Regions from separate parts of the Canis lupus genome. Here all the other regions are linked to region 1. A link is a contact called in public Hi-C data. All regions are on one chromosome and are shown on one strand. The core of a region is the stretch at or near the end of the contact, and the rest is flanking DNA. Distances in the headings are between cores, read along the strand shown. Region 1 holds the start of MLLT3 (protein AF-9). Region 2 has its middle 16 kb from the start of IFNA5. Region 3 overlaps MLLT3 (protein AF-9).

The links. Hi-C and Micro-C count contacts between places; a contact is called where the count stands out from the background.
Region 2: a Hi-C map of blood shows a contact between it and region 1, with 2.7 times the contacts expected there. The contact joins the enhancer-like site here to the promoter of MLLT3 in region 1. A contact is called at or near these places in 3 of 9 Hi-C or Micro-C datasets (amygdala and blood).
Region 3: a contact with region 1 is called in a Hi-C map of amygdala, with 6 times the contacts expected there. The contact joins the enhancer-like site here to the promoter of MLLT3 in region 1. A contact is called at or near these places in 2 of 9 Hi-C or Micro-C datasets (amygdala and skin fibroblasts).

The regions. Positions count from the first base shown.
Region 1 is chr11:40,258,844-40,263,167 of UU_Cfam_GSD_1.0, forward strand. It overlaps MLLT3 (protein AF-9), which reads right to left and starts at 2,162. Exons shown (of 11, transcript XM_038552508.1): 1 at 1,872-2,162; 2 at 246-426. The coding sequence starts at 1,883.
Region 2 is chr11:40,769,885-40,774,208 of UU_Cfam_GSD_1.0, forward strand. No RefSeq gene overlaps it. Among named protein-coding and RNA genes, the nearest start is that of IFNA5, 16 kb to the right of the region's middle. Within about 2 kb of position 1,792, at least 2 of the 20 cell types and tissues checked have an H3K27ac peak or open chromatin away from gene starts, as enhancers often do. A contact at or near this core is called in blood, where this site is marked.
Region 3 is chr11:39,993,728-39,998,051 of UU_Cfam_GSD_1.0, forward strand. MLLT3 (protein AF-9) reads right to left here. Exons shown (of 11, transcript XM_038552508.1): 9 at 95-166. Among named protein-coding and RNA genes, the nearest start is that of MLLT3, 270 kb to the right of the region's middle. Within about 2 kb of position 2,179, at least 3 of the 20 cell types and tissues checked have an H3K27ac peak or open chromatin away from gene starts, as enhancers often do.

The DNA.
Region 1 (4,324 bases), core at 912-3,411:
ACACCTGACGGTCCTTTCTCTGCGGTGACTTTCCCGAAGCCGGAGTGGCGCGCGCGCGGGCGGGAGCCCGGACCTGGCCAGCGCGGCGCCGCGCACCCCGGTCCCGAGGCGACGCCGGGGAGCGCGGGGAGCGCGGGGGGGCGGGGAGAGGGGCAGGGGGACCGCCCGGGCCAAGCGATTGTTTCCTCCGCGAGCAAAGACATTTTTTTTTTTTTAATCAAGCTCCTTTTGTATTCGAGCCCTACCTCTTTTTGGCCTAGGAAAGCTTTCGTGCAAGTGGAAGACGACTTTCTCCACAAAGTGCTGTATGTTACTGTGCTCCGGGCCGCGCACGAACACCATCCAGTCGTGGGTGAAGCCCTCCACGGTGGGTTTCTTCCTCACCTGGGCGCGGTGCCCCAGCTCCAGCTTCACCTGCACGGCACACTGCGGGCAAGGGGGAGGAGAGACAGCCGTGAACAACAGGAAGGCGACCGTTCGACACTGAACATTGCGCCTGACATTTTTTTTCCTCCTCCTTGAAACGCACATAAAAGGAAACGGCGGTGCCCTGTGCATCCACGTTTCACGCGCGTGGGCGCGCACACCGCACGCCCCCCAAATACACCCCGCCCGGCCCGCCGGGCGCCCGGGGCCCCGCAGCCACAACCGCAGGGATTGTAACGGAATGTTGCCCCCAATCGGGAAGGGGGTCCGGGGCTCGGGGAGGGGGGGGACGGAGAGCACGCTCAGCCCCTACAAGCACGACAACAAATGCATCGGAAACAAATTAGAAGACAATTAGGAGGCGATGCCGGGGCGGTTTCCCGGCGTGGGAAGGGAGGTGGCGGGGGCCCTGAGCGCGGGGTTCTGGGGAGCCCCCTCCCTGAAAGTACCGCGGCGACAGCACACGCCGAGCAAGTCTTTGTGTACGTGTGTGTGTGCGTGCGTGTGGAGCGCTGTGCCAGGCGGAATGGAAACTACAGGCAGCCTCTGCTGATGGGCACAAACTCCCGTGCTCCTAGCACCGGGTCCGTGCACAACAAAAATGAGACGTCGTCACACACACACACGCACACACACACACACGCACACACGCCCGCAAGAAAACACGCCGAGGCATCCATAACTTAGGGCACCCCGCACCCCCCGGCGAAAAGCCCCCCGCGATCGGCGAGGCCAGCCTACAGAGCCCCCGAAACACACTTCCAAGAGGCCAAAGTGGCCCCAAAGTAGCTCCCACCTCTCCCCCCCAAAAAAAGGAATTAAACCCAGAAAAGCAGGGGCGGCGGGCGGACAGCCGCCGAGGCTCGACTGCGCGCAGCCCGGCGCGGGGGCAAAGTTGCGAGCCGCCCCGCCGCTGTCAGCCCGCACACTCCGGCTCACACGCGCGCGCCGCGGAGAACGCACCATCGTAGCGGCCGCCGAGGCTGCTCGCCGCGTCCCCGGACCGTGCCCGCCGCTCCCGGCGGCGGCGGAGGCTGAAATATGGCTGAGTTATTATTCGCCTCCTTCCACCGTGTGAGTGTGTGTGTGTGAGTGCGCGCGTGTGAGCGAGAGTGCGCTTCTTGCGATTGCAAAGAGAGGCGAGGAGCGAGGGAGGCGCGGGGGGGGGGGGCGGAGGGGCGAGTGTGTGAGTGAGTGTGTGTGTGTGTGTGTGTGTGTGTGTGCGCGCGCCCGGGGGGGGCGGGGGGAGGGAGGGGGGGGAGGGAGGGAGGGGAGCGGAGGCTGAGGGAGAGGCGGCAGCTCCCTGCAAGCCGTACCAACCTTTCTCTAATTGGAACCGCGGAGCGCTGGCGCTGTCTGGGCTGCGGCGGCGGCGGCGGCGCAGGGCGAGGGAGGAAAGGCGGGGAGGGGGGTGGCCTTTTATTATTATTTTTGCATGTACTTACCGAGCTAGCCATGCCTGGGGGCCCGGAGGTTTGCTGGGGTGTTGTGTGGTACCCCCCTCCCCCGCCCCCCTCAGCTGTAATTCATGAAGAGGCTGCTATGAATGAGAGCGCGCCCGGGAGCGGAGGGTAGATGGCGGACATTCTCTGCCTTTTTCCCCCCGCGTTCGCTTGCTCGCTCGCTCGCTCGCTTATTAAACTCAGCCCCAAAAGCAAAAGCAGCAGCAGCAGCAGCAGCAGCTCCAGGGCCGGAGGATGAGATTCCGGAGCATGCGCCGTGGCGCCTGACACCGGGGCTCCGAGGCTCACGGGGCGGAGGGAGGGCGCGCGGGCGGGGCGGAGCGCGCGGGGAGGCCGAGCGAGCGAGCCAGGGGGAGCTCGAAGGAGCCAATCACCGGCCACCTCCCGAAGCCCCGGCGGCCCGCACCGCCACACTGGAACGCCCCGCTTAAAGTAACAGGTTCCTACTGGGCAGGGTGCGGGGGGTGGGGAGGGGGGCGGAGGGGGGAGGTGGGGCGGAGGGCGGGGAAGGGGCGCTGCAGTGGGGAGAGCGGCCAGCCGGGGAGCCATCCCAGCCCCTGTGTAAACTCCTCTCGCCCTACAATAAAAAACGGATTAAAACTGCTGGAATGTAGCCACTGCCTGGAGCCCCCAGCAGCCCGAGAAGGGGTGTTAAATCGAGTCTTCGGCGTTAGCACGCACGGGCGGGGGGGGGTGGGGTGGGGGGAGGAGGGAGGGGGCTTTCTTTTACTTTCCACCCCGTCTTTTTTGTGGTTTTGTGCTGAAAAGGCAAGAACTCACGCCCAAACAAACTTATTTAAGGACGGAGCGAGAGCAATGCCGCTCTACAAACAGACATCAAAAAGCAGAGGCTGAGACGGCTCTAACCGGCACCAACCCCGCGGCCCCCTTCCCCATCCACTCACAGGCACCCGCCCACTGGCCCCACTCCCCGCCCTTCTGCCGCCGCCACGGAAAATTCAAAAATGAAATGAACACAAATGCCATTTCCTTCCAAGGGAACTCCTCCCGCTTTGGTAATCCCCGGCTGGGAGGCAGCACACAGCGGCGCCCAGGTGGAGGTGAGACACCTGGGAGTACCGGGAGCAGACCGACAGGGATGAGGCTTGGAGGAGTCCGCGTCGGCGGGAGTCCCCTCCTGACAGCCCGCCGGGTTGCACCAGAGCGCGGAGCATTGTCCTCGAAGGACACGCGAGGCAACTGGGAGTCTTAAAATAGCAGATAAAGTTAATACTGGCTGTAATGTGCATAAATTGGATTATAATCTTTAGGCGTATTGGTGACAGCCGGCGTAATCCAACTCTGGGTATTAATCCGGTTAGGCTCCCGGGTGACAACCAGCCGCAAGGGTGTCCGCAGAGTCGCGCTCCCGCAAGCCGTCCCACTCGGGGCGTACTGGGTCTCGGTGGCCGCGGAGGCAGCCGCGCAGCCACGCGTGGGGCAGGGGGAGGAGTACTGACTAGCTTCCTTCAGCAACGCGGACAACCTTCACAAAGGAAACGGATAAGATCTAGACGATTGATTTGAAAGTGAAAGATGGGTGTGACTCCGGTTCGTTAGAGAAAGATCCTTGCATCTTCCTAGCCCTCTTCCTTTTGCGCCGTCTTTGTCTGTTTTCTTTCTTCTTTTTCCCTCGGCTCCCAGTTTCTTCCTGAATCTTTCCTTTGGTTTCATCTCTTCTCCCTGCCTCCTTCTTTATTTGCCTCTTTTCCTCTTTTCTGGCTCAACTTTCTGGCTCTCTTCTTCTTTTCTTTCTCAAAACCACGAAAGCAAGATGTCTCAGCTCTGGGATTAAAGAGAGCGGTATGGAGGGAAGGAGGGTACCTGGGGCATCCAGAGTCCTGGCTGCTAGTTTTCAGTTCTCCCAGCTGCTCACCGAAAGAGAACCTGAATCAGATCACAGCACTTTGGGCCAACTTTAATTTCCAATCCAACCCTCCAACTCGAGGGGTTTGAACTGCTACAACGGATACTCTGACCCCAGTTACAACCTGGAAAACCTTAGCTTGAGGACCCCAATTCCTCCTACCCTTTTATTGGATTTAGTAGCATGGAACCACTGAGGGGAGAAACATTTTAATCCAAATCCAAGGGCATGGATTTCTCTATTGACCCACATCTCCACAGATGCATATCGTCTGGCATATCTGTATACACGGGTAGGTGTGTGTGTATTGGGACGTAGAGTACATAGACCTAGACAAACTGTGGGTTAGGATCCACGTGAAGGGTGGACCTCCTTACTATGCATTATTCAATTTTTGATGAAATAATTAGAAATCCTTCAGAATAATAAAATAGGGAACTGATGGTTATCTGGATGTGCCATTAGTGTAAAGCCCTTTCCTGGAAGGAGCAGCCATTGGGCAGTCAGTGTAGCTCAACACACAGGTGAAAACAACAATCCGATTGTAAGTTTGAGTTGACTTTACAGT
Region 2 (4,324 bases), core at 542-3,041, 510 kb after region 1:
AAGTAAATATTTGTCCATCTGTTTTGTTTTCATTTCTCTGAGGTAAATATTTAGGAATGGATGAATCATATGGAAGTATACGTTGACTTTTTCAAGGCAAACCCAATGTGTCTTCCAAAATGGCTGTACCATTTTACTTTCCCATGAGTAATGAAGGAGAGTTCCATTTGCTCGCCATCCTCTCCAACACTCAGGATGGTCAGTCTTTTTAATTTTAACTATTTTCATCAGTATGTAGTGGTGTATAAGTGTGTAAAATGTCATCTTCAAAATGACTAATGATTTTTTTTGACTAATGATTTTGAACATCTTTTAATATTTTTGTTTGTCACCTGTATATTTCTTTGGTAAAGTGTTTATAAAAATCTGTTCTAAGATATTTGACAGAAAGATTTTTTATTTTTATTTTTTTAAGAATTTAAAGCATATGCATTCTCTAGCTCCATCTTTTTTTCTGGATTGTGAGCTGACTCACACCCATAGTCTGGACAATGGGGATATCGTGTTTCTCCACCAAAAGCTGAGTGTTTCTTGTCTGTGATTCTTGGAGGATGGATCTGACTAGTCCCTGAGATACTGGCCAGCTCCAGGGACCCCACACCCTGTTGTCTTTCCTGAGACATTTCTGCAGAACCTGCAGTACAAAGGGCTCGGAGATGAAACCTTCTGGTAGAAATTCCACATTGGACATGGTCAGTAGTTGGAGATGAACTTGGGTCAAAAGATATTTATTATTTATTTATTTATTTATTTATTTATTTATTTATTAAGATTTTATTCATTTACTCATGAGAGACACAGATAGAGAGTGAGGCAGAGACACAGGCAGAGCCCGATGTGGGACTTGATCCCAGATCTCCAAGATCAAGCTCTGGGCTGAAGGCAGGCGCTAAACTGCTGAGCCACCCAGGGATCCCGGGTCAAAAGATATTTAGAAGAAAACTTCTTTTTTTTTTAAAAATTTTATTTATTATTTATGATAGTCACACGGGGAGAGAGAGAGAGAGAGAGAGAAAGAGAGCAGAGACACAGGCAGAGGGAGAAGCAGACTCCATGCACCGGGAGCCCGACCTGGGATTCGATCCCGGGTCTCCAGGATCGCGCCCTGGGCCAAAGGCAGGCGCCAAACCGCTGCGCCACCCAGGGATCCCAAGAAAACTTCCTGGAAGTGAGATTCCAAGGCTGGATATGAACAGTTGCTTTCAATAGTGTTCATTCTTTTTAGATTACACATATAAGTGAGATCCACATAATATTTGTCATTTTTAAAAAATATTTTATTTATTATTATTTTATTAATTATTTATTTAGAGATTGAGTGCAAATGGGGAGCAGTGGCAGAGGGAGAGAGAGAGAATCTCCAGCAGACTTTGCACTGAGTGTGGAGCCCAACACAGGGCTCAATCTCACCGGCCCTGAGATCATGACCTGAGCTGAAATCAAGAGTTGATGGCTTAACTGACTGAGCCACCCAGGCACCCCAGTATCTATCTTTCTTTAATACCGTAAGAATTCTGGGGGTCCATGCTGCCTCTAAACATTCAGTACAGAGAAAAGGCACTTTTAGAACTTCTTATAGATTTAACACCAAACACATGGAACAAGCTTAGCTGGGCTCACTGAAGGTAGGGGACCATTACACATTTAATACTGGTCTCTATTTACTACCATCCTCTGTGAAATGGATAAGAAAATAATAGGCCCTATTCTGTCCTGAGATCACATTTGACTCCTCCTCACCAGCTGTGGTTCTTCGGTAAAAACTTTGCCATCTCAAAACCTTACACTTCCTCATAGTGTTCTGAGCTGCACATGAGGGAATGTACACCGGAAAAGTAGGTGTGCAACCATATGCAAAGTGCTATGTGGAAGTCAGTGGTTATTCTTCAACACATCTCATTTTATTGTTTTGGACTGTGCCCCAGCTTGCCCTGGTAGTTTGCACCATATTTTTAGTGGCTAAGGAATGTGTTTCTGGAGCTAGACTTTGAGGGTCAAATCCCAGCTCTACTAACCACGATTAGCAGAACTTTTGCAAATATCATAAACACTACGTTCTCTAGCTTCCTCATATTTAATATGAGGGAAAATAATGGTATTTTTTCAAGGATTAGCATATGAAATGAGTAAATACAGATGAAGGGCATAAAAGTATGCAGCAGATTGGAGGATGCCAGAGGTTGGGGGGTGGATGAGCAAGTGGTGAAGGTGGCCAAAGGTACAAACTTCTAGTTATATGATAAATCAGTACTGGGGATGTAATGTGCAGCATGATGTCTATAGTTAACAGTATCATATTATACATTTGAAAGTTGCTTATAGGGTAGATCTTAAAAGTTTCCATCAGAGGAAAAAAAATTATGACCATTTGAGGTGGTAGATGTTAACTAAATTTAGTAATCATTTATATATATGTACAATCATTTATACATATATATAATCATTATGTTGTACACTTTAAATTAATATAATGTTATATGTCAATTATATCTTAGTAAAACAGAGGGGAATCCTTTGGGGTCTTGAATATATTCATGCTAGTAACAAAAGATTTGCTCATAACCTAGATAAGATTTGCTTGGGGCACCTGGGTGGCTCAGTGGTTGAGTGTCTGCCTTTGGCTCAGGGCATGATCCTGGGATCCTGGGATCGAGTTTCGCATTGGGCTCCCTGCTAGAAGCGTGCTTCTCCCTCTGCCTATGTCTCTGCCTCTCTCTCTGTGTCTCTCATGAATAAATAAAATCTTAAAAAAAAAAGATTTGCTCATAACCTAGATAAATGCTGTAGGAGAATGAGGAGAACTGGGGGAAGGTGTGGCATGAGGCACACAGGAAGGAAGACAGAGGCTTTCTGGGAATTCAGGGCTCCAGGAGGGGTGACTTGTGGGCATGTGACTATCCTAATTGCTACAGTCATCTGAAATGGATGGATGGACATTCACTCAGTTCTGCCGGGCATAAGAGTCTCCATCAGCACACCTGGACTCAACCCCTGGCTCAGCCAACCACTTGCTGTGCACTGGATGGATCATTTCATCTCTTGGGATTCTGCTTGATTCATTTATAGGTGGATTTGCTAGCATTAATGTTTCGGCAAATTGACAGGGCCATGTAATAAGACAATATTTATTTACCTTGTAGATGACATGTAAATGGCCAAATAAATTTTTGTTTCTTTTCCCTATTTTCTCACCTGGCTGAACTCTCTTCTTTTTGATACCAATCTAGCAGGGTAGGCATCAATGAGGTTACTCACTTTTAAAAGAGAAATGGACTGAAAAATAAAAATTTATTCTAAAGCCGTATTAGTGTTGAGGGTCTTCATATGTCTTGCATGACTGGTGATAAGGTGTAGCTTAGACAGATTCAATATGGCTAAAAGGACACCAGTTATACATTCAGAACTGGCTGTGAGTCCTATCCCTGCCACAGCCTAGATGAGTGTCTTCAAAGATATCACTTCCTAACTTTGATCTGAATATTATTCCTCATAGAAGCTCTGATAAGGTTCTGGATGAGAGAAAACTTTGCAAAATTCTGCCCAATGATGAGTGTTTTTTTTTTTTTAAGATTTTATTTATTTATTCATTATAGACACCCACAAAGAGGCAGAGACATAGGCAGAGGGAGAAGTGGGCTTCCCATGGGGAGCCCAGTGTGGGACTTGATTCCAGAATCCCGGGGTCACTACCTGAGCCAAAGGCAGATGCTCAACCACTGAGCCACCCAGGTACTCCGGATGAGTGGGTTTTATGATTAGGTAGGAATCCAGTGGGCTGAGGAACTCACAACACAATGGTTTGCTGACATAATCTGCATGGTAGCTGAACATACTTCTCCCAGAGGATCCTCACCTGGTGGGGTGCCATACAGCCTTCTACTGAGAGAGGCCATCTTTGTCTAGCCTAAGCTAAGAATTTGTATCTCTGAGGCTGGGATGAGAAGAGTTTCATGAATGAGTAACACGCCCTTTCTTCCACAGTTCTAACATGTATTCAGATTCATTTAAGGATTTTATCAGACTTCCATTTTCAGATGGGACTCGTATAGCAGATGAGGAGCAGGAACACAATGATACTTCTAGCTTGGAAGATGGCACGGTGATTTTGCCTCTAACCCTCTGAGTGACATCAAGAGGAGAAATATCATTAGGCTTTTATTTTGTCACACTTGGAATGTATTAATGATTGTTTCCCATCATGGAAAAATGAGCACGATTCTGCTAGTTTTAAAGTCAGAATGACCTGGATTCAATTTCAGGTACTATTTTGAACCATTTGAGCTATAAGGAAAATTACTTACCCTAAGTCTGAATTTTCTCATCT
Region 3 (4,324 bases), core at 929-3,428, 270 kb before region 1:
GGGAAGGGGAGCCATCAAGGATGGTCAAAGGAAACACAAGGAGAGGGCAGCCAGTCCATGCTGCAGCAGTCTCGGGAACACCCTGGAAACCTACCTTGTCACATTCACCATTCTTTATTTGCTTATCTGATTTGCTTTGCTTTATTGGACTTTTCACTTCAAGAATCTAGGGATCAAAGAAAACACTGTTAAATTTGATTTCAGGCACTTCGTAGCAAACCGGCCCCCTAAACAAAGGCACTTATGCATGAAATGTCATACAATGATATCAGTTTCCAAACAGCACTTCTCGTCTATACATTTTCTTTCTTCTCTTCTAATCTCACTCTTTCTTGGAAAATAAAGAACTTCTATCTGAAATGCTGAGTCAGGGCAATAGACTTAAAAAAAAAAAAAAAAAAGAAGTTGACGATAAGAAAATTGATCTAAGCTTCCAAGGCTGCTGCTTTTTTGTGACAACACTCTCACACATATGCACAGCAGCTGAGTTATACTGTATTATAGTCCCCTCTGGCAAGAATTTTTTCTTATTTATTCTGCTGTTTCAGCATGACAACCAGTGCTCAGCATGCTAGGGATGATAGAGCAAATACTCCAATACCCTTTTTAGTACCTGACTTTCAGATTCTAAAAATTACTCATACCCACTAAATGGATGCAGCTTTGGAAATGAAGATGGCCATCAGCTACACTGCTCCCAACTTGGGATCCTCCAACTTAAGAAATAAAGAGGCAGGACTATCTTCCATGGTTCAAGAATTTTGTGTTTATAGCCATGATAAAAAAAACCAAGGGTCTGTCCTTTCATCTGAACTGATCACAGCTTTGAGATGAATAGTAGTTTGCATACTGTTTAGAGGCTTCCATTGGGGAGCTAGGTTTCTAATGACGAAGAAGGAAAAACAAATTATTATTTAATAAATACAGTTGGTTTATTAGAGTCCTCAAAATTGAGGATCATAAGGGAAATATTTTTAAATGAGCCTTGTTTAAAATCGCTGAGATCCACTGAATTTATTGATGAGTGTTTACAAATGTATATAAACATAAAAAGCAGAGTAATTTGTCTTTTTCATGATAACCTCATTACCAACTGAGTTATAATCGGAAGCTAATATTAAGGAGGAAAATGCCAAATAAAAGATATATTTAAGAAGTCTCATATTCCTACTGCTTGTCTTTGTCCATTCTCTGGTCTCACACTCACACACTCACTCATACACACACCATCCTGTTCAAAAGTCTATCATATTCCATAACACAAAAGTGATTTTAAAATGAGCCCACTCTTTGTTTGTTGTGGAGAAAGCCCTAATTGGGCTCAGAAAACTAAGTTCAGGTTTTAGCTCTATTATTTAACATTTTTTGGATCTCAAAAAGAAAAAAAGAAGAGAGATGAAATATAGGAAATGAACAAGATAATGTCCAGATTTCCATTCAGCTATAAAATGTTACACTACCAACAAACATTTTACCTGTTGGTATAGGACCGTGACATTCTGGAGAAGACCAAATACTTCTAAAAGGGTATATTTTCCTTTGAATTTAGAATAATGCATGGGTAAGAAGTGAGCTTCAATAGAGTCGTTCCTGAGAAAGCCTCTATTTCTTCATTTTTAACATTAAGATAACCAGATGACCAATCTGACCAGGCTCGCTCACTTAAAATACAATACTTTGGGCAACACAAGGAAATTACTTAATCGCTGGGGCAAGGCAATCGTTTTTAACGTGTCGCACTGTAAAGGAAACCCAACACTCCCCTACGTTCAGAATTTCCTTCTCTATTGTTGTTGGAAATGAGACCTCAAGGGGAAACTCCGAGCTCAGAGACCTAGGAATAAGTAGGTCAGTAGATGGCACTCCTCGCCAACTCAGACAAGCGGTTGGGCAAAGCAAGACAATCTGCTGAGATTCCAGGCCAGAGAGAAAAACAGCGCCTGTACGCTTGCCTTGTGCATTAGAAAACTAAATTGTATTGCCATCATATCCCACTCTGCACCCCCTTGCCATTCCCCAAGTCACTGCACTCCGGGGGATCAAAGTGACTAAGGATTCTGTATTTGTAAGCAACTTTGCTAACTAGGTTTAGAGTTCTACCACCACTTCAGAGCAGAAAATAGAACATTCGGGGCACTTAAGTCCCACCCTACACATTCCGTAAGTGCTACAGCACAGAAGGCCAAACTACATTGAAATCCTAGTTTCTTTCTTCTGAAGCTGCAGTGGCAGGAACAAAAGCTCCGGGTGTCAGTGATCCGCCTCAAGTTACTGAGTGGCTGCCCAGAGAGGGCTCAGTTAATCTTCCTTCTTTGATCTCTCCCTGCTCCAAAATAAACAGCTTTGTCAAAACCTCATTCTGGGAGAGCTGAGCCATGTTGAAGACAATTGTTTTATTTATGATCATTTCTTATCTTTAAGGAAACGACTCCAGAATTTAAAACTACAGCACCTTGTCTTCCATGAGCTTATTTCAAACCAGTTCAACTGGATAGACTCTTTAATTTCATTCCACATGCCTTGCAGGCTGATAGGTAATTTATGATATTCTGAATATTAACTTGGGTACAATGGATCACTTCCTTCCCTCAAGGCCTGTCGCCCCCAACCCCTTTTCTCCTCATACTTTCGGCCAAAAGGGATCTGGAATTTTGATTTTGTTTGAAACTCAGGTAAGGGAGGTTTGAAGTTTAATAATAATACAGACAGACAGACAGACAGACACACACACACACACACACACACTCCTCTGGTTAAAATGGCACAGCACTCACTATTATTCCCTATTAAGCTTTACTGAAGGCAACAACTACCCAGATGGCCAAGATGCACCATTTATATCCATGGTCATCCGCTAAAACAGAACTCAGATTAGTTGCACCTCAATCCTTAATCTGAGGATATGGTTTAGAATCAAACGTTTAAGATTATTTTTCTGTATCTCTTTGTGAGGACTGACAACTCAATTATTCAGCAGCCTGGATTCTCTACTGATGGGCCTTTCATGTTAATGATCCAGTAGCTCCTAACAATACTCAGGTTAATTACTAGCTTTGTTGACATGTGCCTGCCTCTGTCTGTTCACTGTTTTTCCCAAAGTTAGAAAATGTCTGATTCAATTAGCACTTTCTCTCTTCCCTCGTCCCTGGAATATTTGAGAACGAGGAAGGAAAACTCGGCTTTGCCTCGAAATTTACAAAAATTTCAGAGATCATTATCAATTTGCAGACAGAGAGCAACCAAGGAAACTCCTACGAAGAAGGTCTGTGAAACAGGAAGTCTGTTTTCATTGATTTTATTTGATGTGAAATATCAAATTCTCACACATACAGTCAAATGAATACTGAAAATGCATTCTAGGGTGAAATTCAGGGGGCTTTGATATTTTTAAGAAATTCTTACTCTTTCACTTCACTGGCATGAAGAACCAAGGAAGATTAGCAATTTTTTAAGAAGTCCTAGAACACGGATTTAAAGGGATATAGCAACACACCTGACCTGATGCAGGTAACTTGAGGGGTTAAGAAACCAATACAAAGTTTTAAAAACCTTTTCTTGCTCTCTCAGTTCCAAGACAGCTTCAAGGAGGTAAGTGCTCTTGTGATACTACACGTATTTCCTACCCTAGACTAGCTAAAAGTGAAAGCATATGGACTGTCTTATTATGCTTATAGGTGCATGGAGGAAGTGACATATAACTGAATATTCCTGACAGATTGATGATTCACATGTGTGAAGCTACATTTGTCGAGTAAACATATGCCAAGAAACCAGTGGTATGCTATTTAATTGGATAAAGTAATTTTTACCCTCAGCAGATAGATGATACCATTCATTTTTTTAGTCTTGTTTTGCTAGACAGGCTTAAAAAAAAAAATCCAAAACTTTCCCTGAAGCCAAGATTTGAGCCAAGTCAACTCAGGACTGCCCATCCAGGAAATGTTTAGGGTGGTTTGAAAGGCAAGACTGGGGGCTTCATGGAGCTGGTTTATCAGTCTAACCCCTCCATGTGGGAATGAAGCTCAAGGGGCTTAAGAGGGGGATACCTAATGCCCCTAACTCCTGATAGTTACTGCTACTGCCCATGAAGGACCCGGATTCATTCTCATTCTCTCTATCTCACACACACACACACATACACACACACACACCCCACCGGAAGCTCCAAAGGTTTAAATTAAATATGCAAATATATGCAAAGTCCAAATTCTATCCCTTTGCCAGCTTATATACTGAAGCACAGATTTACAAAAGAAACTCAAGTTATCTAGTTAGCCAGCCCAAGTCTCTTCCCAACTGATTGGTGATGATGTGGTTCTGCCCT